3 separate regions of the Sus scrofa genome follow, and regions 2 and 3 are each linked to region 1. Evidence: chromatin contacts called from public HiChIP or PLAC-seq data. All regions are on one chromosome and are shown on one strand. The core of a region is the stretch at or near the end of the contact, and the rest is flanking DNA. Distances in the headings are between cores, read along the strand shown.

Evidence for each region. HiChIP or PLAC-seq counts read pairs in DNA pulled down with a chosen protein or histone mark.
Region 2: a contact with region 1 is called in an H3K27ac HiChIP or PLAC-seq map of alveolar macrophages. The contact joins two enhancer-like sites. A contact is called at or near these places in 1 of 47 Hi-C or Micro-C datasets (embryonic fibroblasts) and 1 of 2 datasets of contacts at active chromatin or transcription factors (alveolar macrophages).
Region 3: an H3K27ac HiChIP or PLAC-seq map of alveolar macrophages shows a contact between it and region 1. The contact joins two enhancer-like sites. A contact is called at or near these places in 1 of 47 Hi-C or Micro-C datasets (fibroblasts) and 1 of 2 datasets of contacts at active chromatin or transcription factors (alveolar macrophages).

Annotation. Positions count from the first base shown.
Region 1 is chr10:27,264,838-27,267,763 of Sscrofa11.1, reverse strand. All of the region lies in intron 5 of C10H9orf3 (aminopeptidase O), which reads left to right. Among named protein-coding and RNA genes, the nearest start is that of MIR23B, 190 kb to the right of the region's middle. Within about 2 kb of position 1,628, at least 24 of the 83 cell types and tissues checked have an H3K27ac peak or open chromatin away from gene starts, as enhancers often do. A contact at or near this core is called in alveolar macrophages, where this site is marked.
Region 2 is chr10:27,408,776-27,411,475 of Sscrofa11.1, reverse strand. All of the region lies in intron 2 of C10H9orf3 (aminopeptidase O), which reads left to right. Among named protein-coding and RNA genes, the nearest start is that of C10H9orf3, 62 kb to the left of the region's middle. Within about 2 kb of position 1,310, at least 4 of the 83 cell types and tissues checked have an H3K27ac peak or open chromatin away from gene starts, as enhancers often do. A contact at or near this core is called in alveolar macrophages, where this site is marked.
Region 3 is chr10:27,114,743-27,117,492 of Sscrofa11.1, reverse strand. The region is part of intron 14 of C10H9orf3 (aminopeptidase O); the gene reads left to right. Among named protein-coding and RNA genes, the nearest start is that of MIR23B, 36 kb to the right of the region's middle. Within about 2 kb of position 1,297, at least 33 of the 83 cell types and tissues checked have an H3K27ac peak or open chromatin away from gene starts, as enhancers often do. A contact at or near this core is called in alveolar macrophages, where this site is marked.

The DNA of each region.
Region 1 (2,926 bases), core at 379-2,878:
ACAAAAAAATTATAAGGGTGTTACTATTCCCTTTATTAATTGAAGGATTTTTCTTCTGGGAGGTCACTGATGGGAGAATTAATTTACTAAGGAAACTCATAATAAATAATGTAACAAATCATAAACGAATAATAATAAATAAATAATGTATCAACAATATTTTAGTATCAGCTTCAGTTGCTTTCCCAAAAATACAAGGAAGAGCTAAACCCTGCAGCCATTCGTGGACAACCCTGCTGGGTGACTTGTGCACACTGCTTCTCAGTTGTCCCTTAGCCGTCACCTCTGTAGAGGAGAAAGCTGAAGAACTGAGAGATCCAATAGTTGGTCCCACCCCAGGCAGGGGACCCCCCAGAGTTGCAGGGGGAAGCTTTGTCTGCAAAGTGTGTTCAGGCCCACACATCAGGTTGTCTTCTGGGGACAAAAGTGTAAGAAAGAAGGGTCTGCCTGGCTGTGTGCCCCTTACACATCCACACAGCCTCTCCAGAGCTTCTATCCCAGCAAGAGCTGGGGTGTCAGGGGGCTCAATGGGACAGGACCATTCCCCCTTCAGCCACCATGAACTTCTGCTGAAGCAGCCCCTCTGTAAACTGATGAAATGTCACTATACTTAAGTCAAAGTTAAAAAAAAACAAAAAACGAGTTCCTGTTGTGGCTCAGTAGGTGAAGAACCCGACTAGTACCCATGAGGATGCAGGTTGGATCCCTGGCCTCACTCAGTGGGTTAAGGATCCAGCGTTGCCGGGAGCTGTGGTGTAGGTCACAGATGTGACTTGGATTTGGCGTTGCTGTGGCTGTGACATAGGCTGGCAGCTGCAGCTCCAACTCAACCCCTACCCTAGGAACTTCCATATGCCAAGGGTGAGCCCCTAAAAAGAAACAAAACAAAACAAAACAAAACCACATTGCAATGTCCTTTCTCATCCGAGCAGCTGACAAAGTTTCGGACTGTCAGGTTTGTGACCGCCAAGTGTTTTAGGCTGGAAATCCAGAAGTAAAAGGCTCAGTATCCAACCTGCTCTGAGCCTCAGTTTCCTTGTTTGCTCTTTGGAAGTGGAAGTTAACATCAATTGACCGTCGAGTGCCTTTGAACTCCAGCTTTCTTCCTTTCCAACTTATGGAAATTATTTTCCCCACTTTCCTGAGAGGGGAAGTATAAGACCCCAGGCTGTCTGTGACAACTGCCAAAGCGGCTGTTTTTTAATGGAAAGTCAGCTTCCTTCTGAGGTTGCTTAACATAGCAGAAGCTGCTCGAGAACAGAGAAGCCCAATGTTTCCCTTTAGCTTTTTTGACGTCATTTGCCTGTGGGTGGGTTCCCATCCGCCGCCTCTCTGACCACACCAAATTTTATTGCACAGATTTAAAAAACACACCTCGGTGTGGCAAACCACCTCAAGAAGCAATTTAGCCCAGAAGCCCTGCCGCTAAGCTGCGGCCGAGAGCGCCAGTTTCGGTCCAGCCTTGGACTGTGCCAGGATCCCATCTCGGAGGAGTAAATGAGCCATCCTCCCCCTCCCTGCCTCCCGCCAATAAAAGCAGAATGTTCACTTGACACTATCTCATGGGGGATTTGAAGAATCAATTCTAAACACAGACTTGAAAGCACTTAGCAATCTGAGAGCAAGAGGGCGGGACTACCATTTGTGGCCTGTTTACTGTGTGCTAGGTACTAGGATGGGCACTTGACTTCCCTTTTTCTTTTTCTTTTTCTTTTTTTTTTTTTGCTTTTTGCTTTTTGCTTTTTAGGGCCACAGTTGGGGCATAGGGAAGTTCTCAGGGCCAGGGATTGAACCCTCATCCTCATGGTTACTAGTTGGGTTCCTTACCGCTGAGCCACAATGGAACTCCTTGACTTTTCATTCTTTTTTTTTTTTTTTTTTTTTCAGCTTCTCTATAGCAAGTTTATTATAAAAATACAATCTCATCTCAAATTAGCTTTCAGATTCAGCTGTGGAGCAGAGATCTTCTGCCTTAATAAAAGACAGTTGAGGTTGAATCTATTTAAGTTGCAGTTATGTCAGAACACAGAAAGTGGTACATTAGGTTCATTAGCTCATGTGGGGGAAAAAAAGTGGTTAAAGCTGTTCCATAAAACAAGACAGTTCAAATGTGAGATAAAAGTGATGAAATGATACAAGTCAGACACTAAAATACGGTACCGCAGTGGGTATTGCTTTTAGAAGTTGACAGTGATGTGTGATAACTCAAGACCGTTTCATACAATGATTGTGTGTGTGTGTGTGTGTGTGTGTGTGTGTGTGTGTGTGTGTGTGTGTGTGGCTTTGGACCCTTGTGTAAGGATTTCTAGTTAATTTATTGACTTTTATTCTTTATTTCACTCAGCTCTATACTCTATAATCATCAGACACAAAACTGTCAAACAGTTGGATTTTAGGCCGCTATGAACCCAAAGCTTATCAAGAAGACAGAGGACAAGCAGTGGTGGGGGTGGGGGCAACTGGACTGATTATAAGCCGGGGGCGAGCTGAATGTCTTTACCATTTTTAACACCATCTGCACAAAGTTTAAAAATCTACTTATATGGAGTTCCTGTCGTGGCGCAGTGGTTAACGAATCCGACTAGGAACCATGAAGTTGTGGGTTCGATCCCTGGCCTCGCTCAGTGGGTTAAGGATCCAGTGTTGCTGTGAGCTGTGGTATAGGTTGCAGACACAGCTTGGGTCCCGAGTTGCTGTGGCTGTGGCTTAGGCTGGTGGCTACAGCTCTGATTAGACCCCTAGCCTGGGCACCTCCATATGCCGTGGGAGTGGCCCTAGAAAAGGTAGAAAGACAAAAAAAAAAAAAATCTACTTATGTCCATTTGCAATGCACCAGGCGTCAGAAATACATCCATTCATACAAATATTTTGCCCTCTCGGTGCTTGGAGATGTCAGAGAGTTCAGCAGTGATGGCAAATCTAGCTG
Region 2 (2,700 bases), core at 61-2,560, 140 kb before region 1:
TAACGTCATCTCAGATCTCTTTCTTCTGGAGGCTGATGGAAAAAGCCTTGGGGACCGCATACCTAAGGGAACAAGCAGAATGCATGATAATATGCCAGCAAGGTTTCCAACCCACCTTATAGGGAGAAGGGGAGTACACACCCTGGCAAGCTAGTGTTTTGGGGAGGATTTGTTCCCTGTGCATGAAAGGGAAAGCCTGTAACCACCAGGGTCACCCTAGGGAAGTGTGCTGCGTTCAAAAGCAAGACAGCACAGATACTTTCAGAGTGGCCTAAGCACCCTGGGACTTGAGACCACAATATGGGATAAGCGCCCCCTTTGCATGAGGCAGAGAAGGTCTTAGGATATCTCTAGGCAGAGGCCTCCCACTTCCCTGTAAGCATCACAAATAGGTTTAATTCAACAAGTCTACTTAGAGGAGTTCCCATCGTGCCTCAGTGGTTAACAAATCTGACTAGGAACCATGAGGTTGCGGGTTCAATCCCTGGCCTCGCTCAGCGGGTTAAGGATCCGGTGTTGCCATGAGCTGTGGTGTAGGTCACAGACGAGGCTCGGATCTGGCGTTGCTGTGGCTCTGGTGTAGGCCGGCAGCTGTAGCTCCAATTGGACCCCTAGCCTGGGAATCTCCATATGCTATGGGTGCGGCCACAGAAAATACAGAAAAAAAAAAAAAAAAAAAGGACAAGTCTACTTAGAGTGGAAGTGGATTCCTAGAGCTCAAGCTGTGGGGTCCATTCTGCTTCGTTGAGAAAGAAAACCTTGATTCTCAATGTCATTAGTCATTGTCAAAGGGAGAGGCATTACACGTGCCATGTAGACAATGGCAACATACTTACTCTCTTTCCACTAATGATACTTTTCTTCTTGGGATCCTTCTCTAAGATGGGCCTTTGAGGGAAAAAAGCAGGTGAATTTTTCAGAACTAGGCATACCTTGACCCCATATACCTGAGCTATGTGAGCTGCTAAAGCTCCCCCCACCAGTACCCATCCATCACCAGCAGCCCCATCTGGAAGAAGGTGGCTTTAGGGGGCTTTGTCCTTAGGGTCTCAGGCAGCCTGAGGCTGGAGAGTTAACCAAGGCTCATCAATTAACCGAGGATCTAAGGAGACCAGGGTGGAGCTCAGCACTCATTGAAACTGATGGAACATTCTGGGCCTTCCGTAAAAATTTGTCTTTGCTCTTGGCTCGATGATTCTGGAACACAGAATCCTATAGATTTAGAGACCACAACAGGCAGTAGAAGTCCTGCCCTTCATCCCCATTTAGCATGTGACTCAGAGTGGTCAAGGGACTTTCCCATGGCCATTTAGTGAGTCGGTAATTCAGCCAGGACCCAAGTCTGAATTTCTAAACTTCTTTCCCCGTCTCATGTCAAACCTGTGCATCATCACAGCATATACATTTCTAGGAGGTAGACTGCAACTGCATGTCTGCTGTAAGGTCCATTTTCGGCTCTTATTGTTTTCTTTGAATGACAAGGAACCTCCTCTCCCAGGCTTCCTTGCCTTTGGCTTCCTGCCAGTTTTGGCCAATGCAGGGCACTGGTGGAACATTTGAGAGCAGGAGGTGGGGAGAAACAAGGTATTTTCTCTCCCCTCTCTGCTTCTTTTGTGCATCTCTAGCAATGATGAGTCTCCTTTGGTCCCAGCGCCCGCCGGACCTTCCCACGGTGACTCTGGCTTCCGCCCAATGACCCCTGATGCTGTAAGCCTGTAACACCCAGTAACGCCAGCTCCTCCAACCTGTGGAGTCACAGCTACTTACCACTGTGGCTAATCTCTCGGTTGCCTCATTGTCCCCTGTTTGGCTTCTCAACTCTTCTGTAACTTGTATAACCAGTTCCCTGTATGAAAAGACCTAGACCAGGTTTCTCTTTTCCTTCCTGGACCCCAACTGAAGGAGCGGGGCCATCATTCTCCCTGTTCTTGCACACGGTAAGAACACAAGAGAGGTTTCGTCGTAACAACGTTAACAAAAAAGGAAAACCAGTTGCAAGAGAGGTAGTGTTCTGCCCTAATATTTACTCTATAAAACAAGCCAATTAAAACTATATCAGGTTTGCCATAACCCTGAAAAGCAAAAAGTAGAAATACTTTCCTAAGGCATCTTCCTCCGGGCCAGTCCGTGCCTCCTACACCCTAGTGTCGGAAGAACAGACCTCTCTCATCTCATAAATTTTTTTGTTTTCTATCTCTGGCCGTGACTTAATCATGGAAGGGGTTGTCCTTGATATGGGTGGGTCTGTATTTTTTAATTGTAGCAGAATGAGGCCTAACGTCATGCCATTGGTTTCCTGCACTTGCTTTGCTAACAGCTCTATCCTTGGCCTTCCCGTCACAAGCCTGGTTGTTGCGACCTACGCGCCTGTTTATATGCCAACCCTTGTTCTTGGCCTCCACACAAGGATTCCCACAAGGGTTCCATTGGCGATGGTGGTTTCCAAGATTGGGGGTATCTGCCTGCCAGCCCTGGATTTGAGACCACCAGCTTGTTTTTCTAAGCATTAATATCTCAGTGATCGCCTAAACATGTTTTCTTTTCCAGAATATTTTCCAAACGGTTCATAAGAATGTCCCTAAAACTTTTTCTCTTTTGAAGGCTTAAGGGCCTAAGGGGAGGGGCAAGGGTAATATAAATTTTAACTTGGCAGACTAGTATTTAAAACTTCATCCAAAAAATATTTTTCCCCTTTAAAAC
Region 3 (2,750 bases), core at 48-2,547, 150 kb after region 1:
TACTCCACTAGTTCATTGCCTGTGTTTCTTTGGTTTTGTTTTTAATCTTTCACATGCCATAAATTGTTTAGTAATTCTAAAATGGATGCAGATTGCTTTAGAGATTAAACCAGTACTGGAAAATAAAGGGCTTTTTTTGTTGTTTCTGGTGTTTTATTTTTCTAAGCACATATTTCATGGTTATAATTTTACTCATCCTGAAATACCCCCTGTTCATCTGAAACTAGACTGAAGAGACTCATACTCAGAATTGTGAATGGGCTATTATAAATTTCTGGGGAAAATAGGCCTGATCACTTCAACCAGTACTAATTAAGAATTATGCAGATTAATTACTAGAAAGATGCCCTGGGTGGTTTGTTGCCCTTTTATTGGCATAATCTGTACACTGTAAAGAAAACAGCCCTCCCATATCTTCGTACATCTTTCACCCTTTCACCAGGTGATCCAGGAACATTTGTGACAGTTCTGCAGGAGGCACTAAACTCATGCATTTAATATTCATTTTTTCATAACAGTGATTTTTCTTTTTTTTCTTTGTTGTAGCTAGTATAGGCTGGTGTTTTTCCATAGAGATGCTGATATCATGGTGAAATGGCACGTACGCTGGAGTTTAAACTTTTTTTTTCCCTAAAGTACAGTGAGTTACGAGAGAAAGTCTTCACATTCTATAAATTAGAGGAAAAATTGTTGCAGCTCTGATTGCCTTTGTTCTCAAAGCCATTTGAATTGCAGGCTGTGTTGGGACTGGTTTGGACATTGTTTAACTGCTGAGACTAAAACTTCTAATTAGAGTAATTACTGGGTGGGAGCTGACTGGCGGGGCGGGGTGGGGGCCAGGGGCGTGGCCGCGAAGGGGCGCCGCGCGGTGGGAACCCGGCCCGACGGGGCGCGCGGAGCGGGCGGGGCGGGGCGGGGCGCGGCGCGGCGGCGACGGCCTCTCCGGGGATTGGCCCGTGAAGAGGAGGCGGCGCGCACGGCGGCCGCTGCGGATATCAGCCGGCGCCCGGGACCGATCCGCGAGGACTCCAGGCTCCGGCCCGCGCCCAGACGGGAGCCTCAGTAAGTCGGACTTTTTCCTCCGTCCCCCCCTCCCTCCCCCCTCCAGGTCGGGCTGGCCCGTCTGACAGCTGCGGGTGCCCAGGGCCGTCAGCTGGTGCTCGTTAGGAGAATGAAGGTGGTTTCTTCTCCGTCTACCAAATCCCTTCTCATTTTCCTCTTTTTAACTTTCCGTCTCTCCACCAAATGAGCTTGGCGGGAAAGAAAGCCAATTTGGGTCTCTCGTATTCGTTCTGCTTCATAATCCTATCCTCCTCTGCTCCCGGCTTAACAGCCCATTCTGTGGATTTGCATCCCCACTCCCGTGGTGGTATCATTGGATGTGAATGGGAATTCTAGTTGCCTTCAAAAATACTATACATGGGCTCTTGCCTTCCTTTTCATGCCTTTGTACTAGACGTTTTTAAACTTTGAGTGCATTTCAGGTCATGGGCGTCGGTATCGTAATTTTTTGTGTATTTCCCAAATCTTCAAGGAAGAAAAGTCAGGAAAACAAATACGTTCTGATGTGCTCAAGAAAGCTTAGTACTTAAAGGACAAATCCAGAGAAAGAGTCACAGATGACCTCTTCAGACTAGAGCCTTCTTTAGAAAGGTTCTTGAGGTTAGCTCTCTTCTCTAGAGAACTCTTCTCCTTCCTCTTTGTGTGCGCTCACCTAGAGGGGTCCTGGTCTTGGGTCTCAATTCGGTGCAAACATTCTTAGATGGAAACGTCGACCAAGTGCTGGACAGCTAACCACAGACAGTAAAAGAAGCAGTGTTTTTAGCTTTGACTCTAAAGAGAAGTTTGTTTGGGTAGCCCTGGAGGGAGCAGCCTGTTCATGTTTTATTTCTCTCTCAAAGGTAACTATTACTTACAAAGTTATGAGATGAGACCCTACGTTGTGAAGTTAGTAGGAAAGTGGTTCTCAGCCTCTGAGGTGGCATTTAGTAATTGAAAAATCTGTGTGTCCACTTTTCACTTTGAAGGCATCAGTGCTCACTTTTTTTTTCTTTTTTTCAGATTAATCTGTTATAAATCAGGCTTCATTTTGGAATAGAATATATTATAATTGGTATGTTGTGACTTTGATTAAAAGCGCGGTTGAAGAAATTCTGTTAAAATGTGGAGAGTAAACTCTTAAAGTTTTTTTTTAATTACATAAGAAAAATTTCTTAAAACCTACACAAAGAAAACTGTTCATTGCTTACCTCTTTTTTTTTCTTTTTCTTTTTAACATAAGTTCCAAGTTAATTTATAAAGCAGATAATCTGGGTACTGAGAGGAGGGACAGTTTGGTTTTCTATAGACTGATTATCTTTCGTTAAAATGGATAAACAATTCAAAAACTTAGAAATGCTTAAACATTTCTTGCAATTTTGAAAAGTTCTGTGCTATTAAAATGTATTATGTTCATAAAATAATTCTGAATTTTTCTTTTTTGAGATGTTATACATTTATACATACATAAAGGCATATAAAAGAGGAATCAAAACGCTAAAACTTAATGGCAGTTTAATGAAATTTCTTTAGGAGTCTATTAGGAATAACTTGCAGTAATTGAGATTTTAGATTGCTACTAGATCACAGATCTTCAGTTTAATCTCCTTCATACTAACACCTATGAAAGGGTTTTGATAGGTCTCAGACCTGCTGGGATTTTAGATCTCTAAGTTTTAGGTCCATGGTTAATAAGTATGTTTTGCATTTTT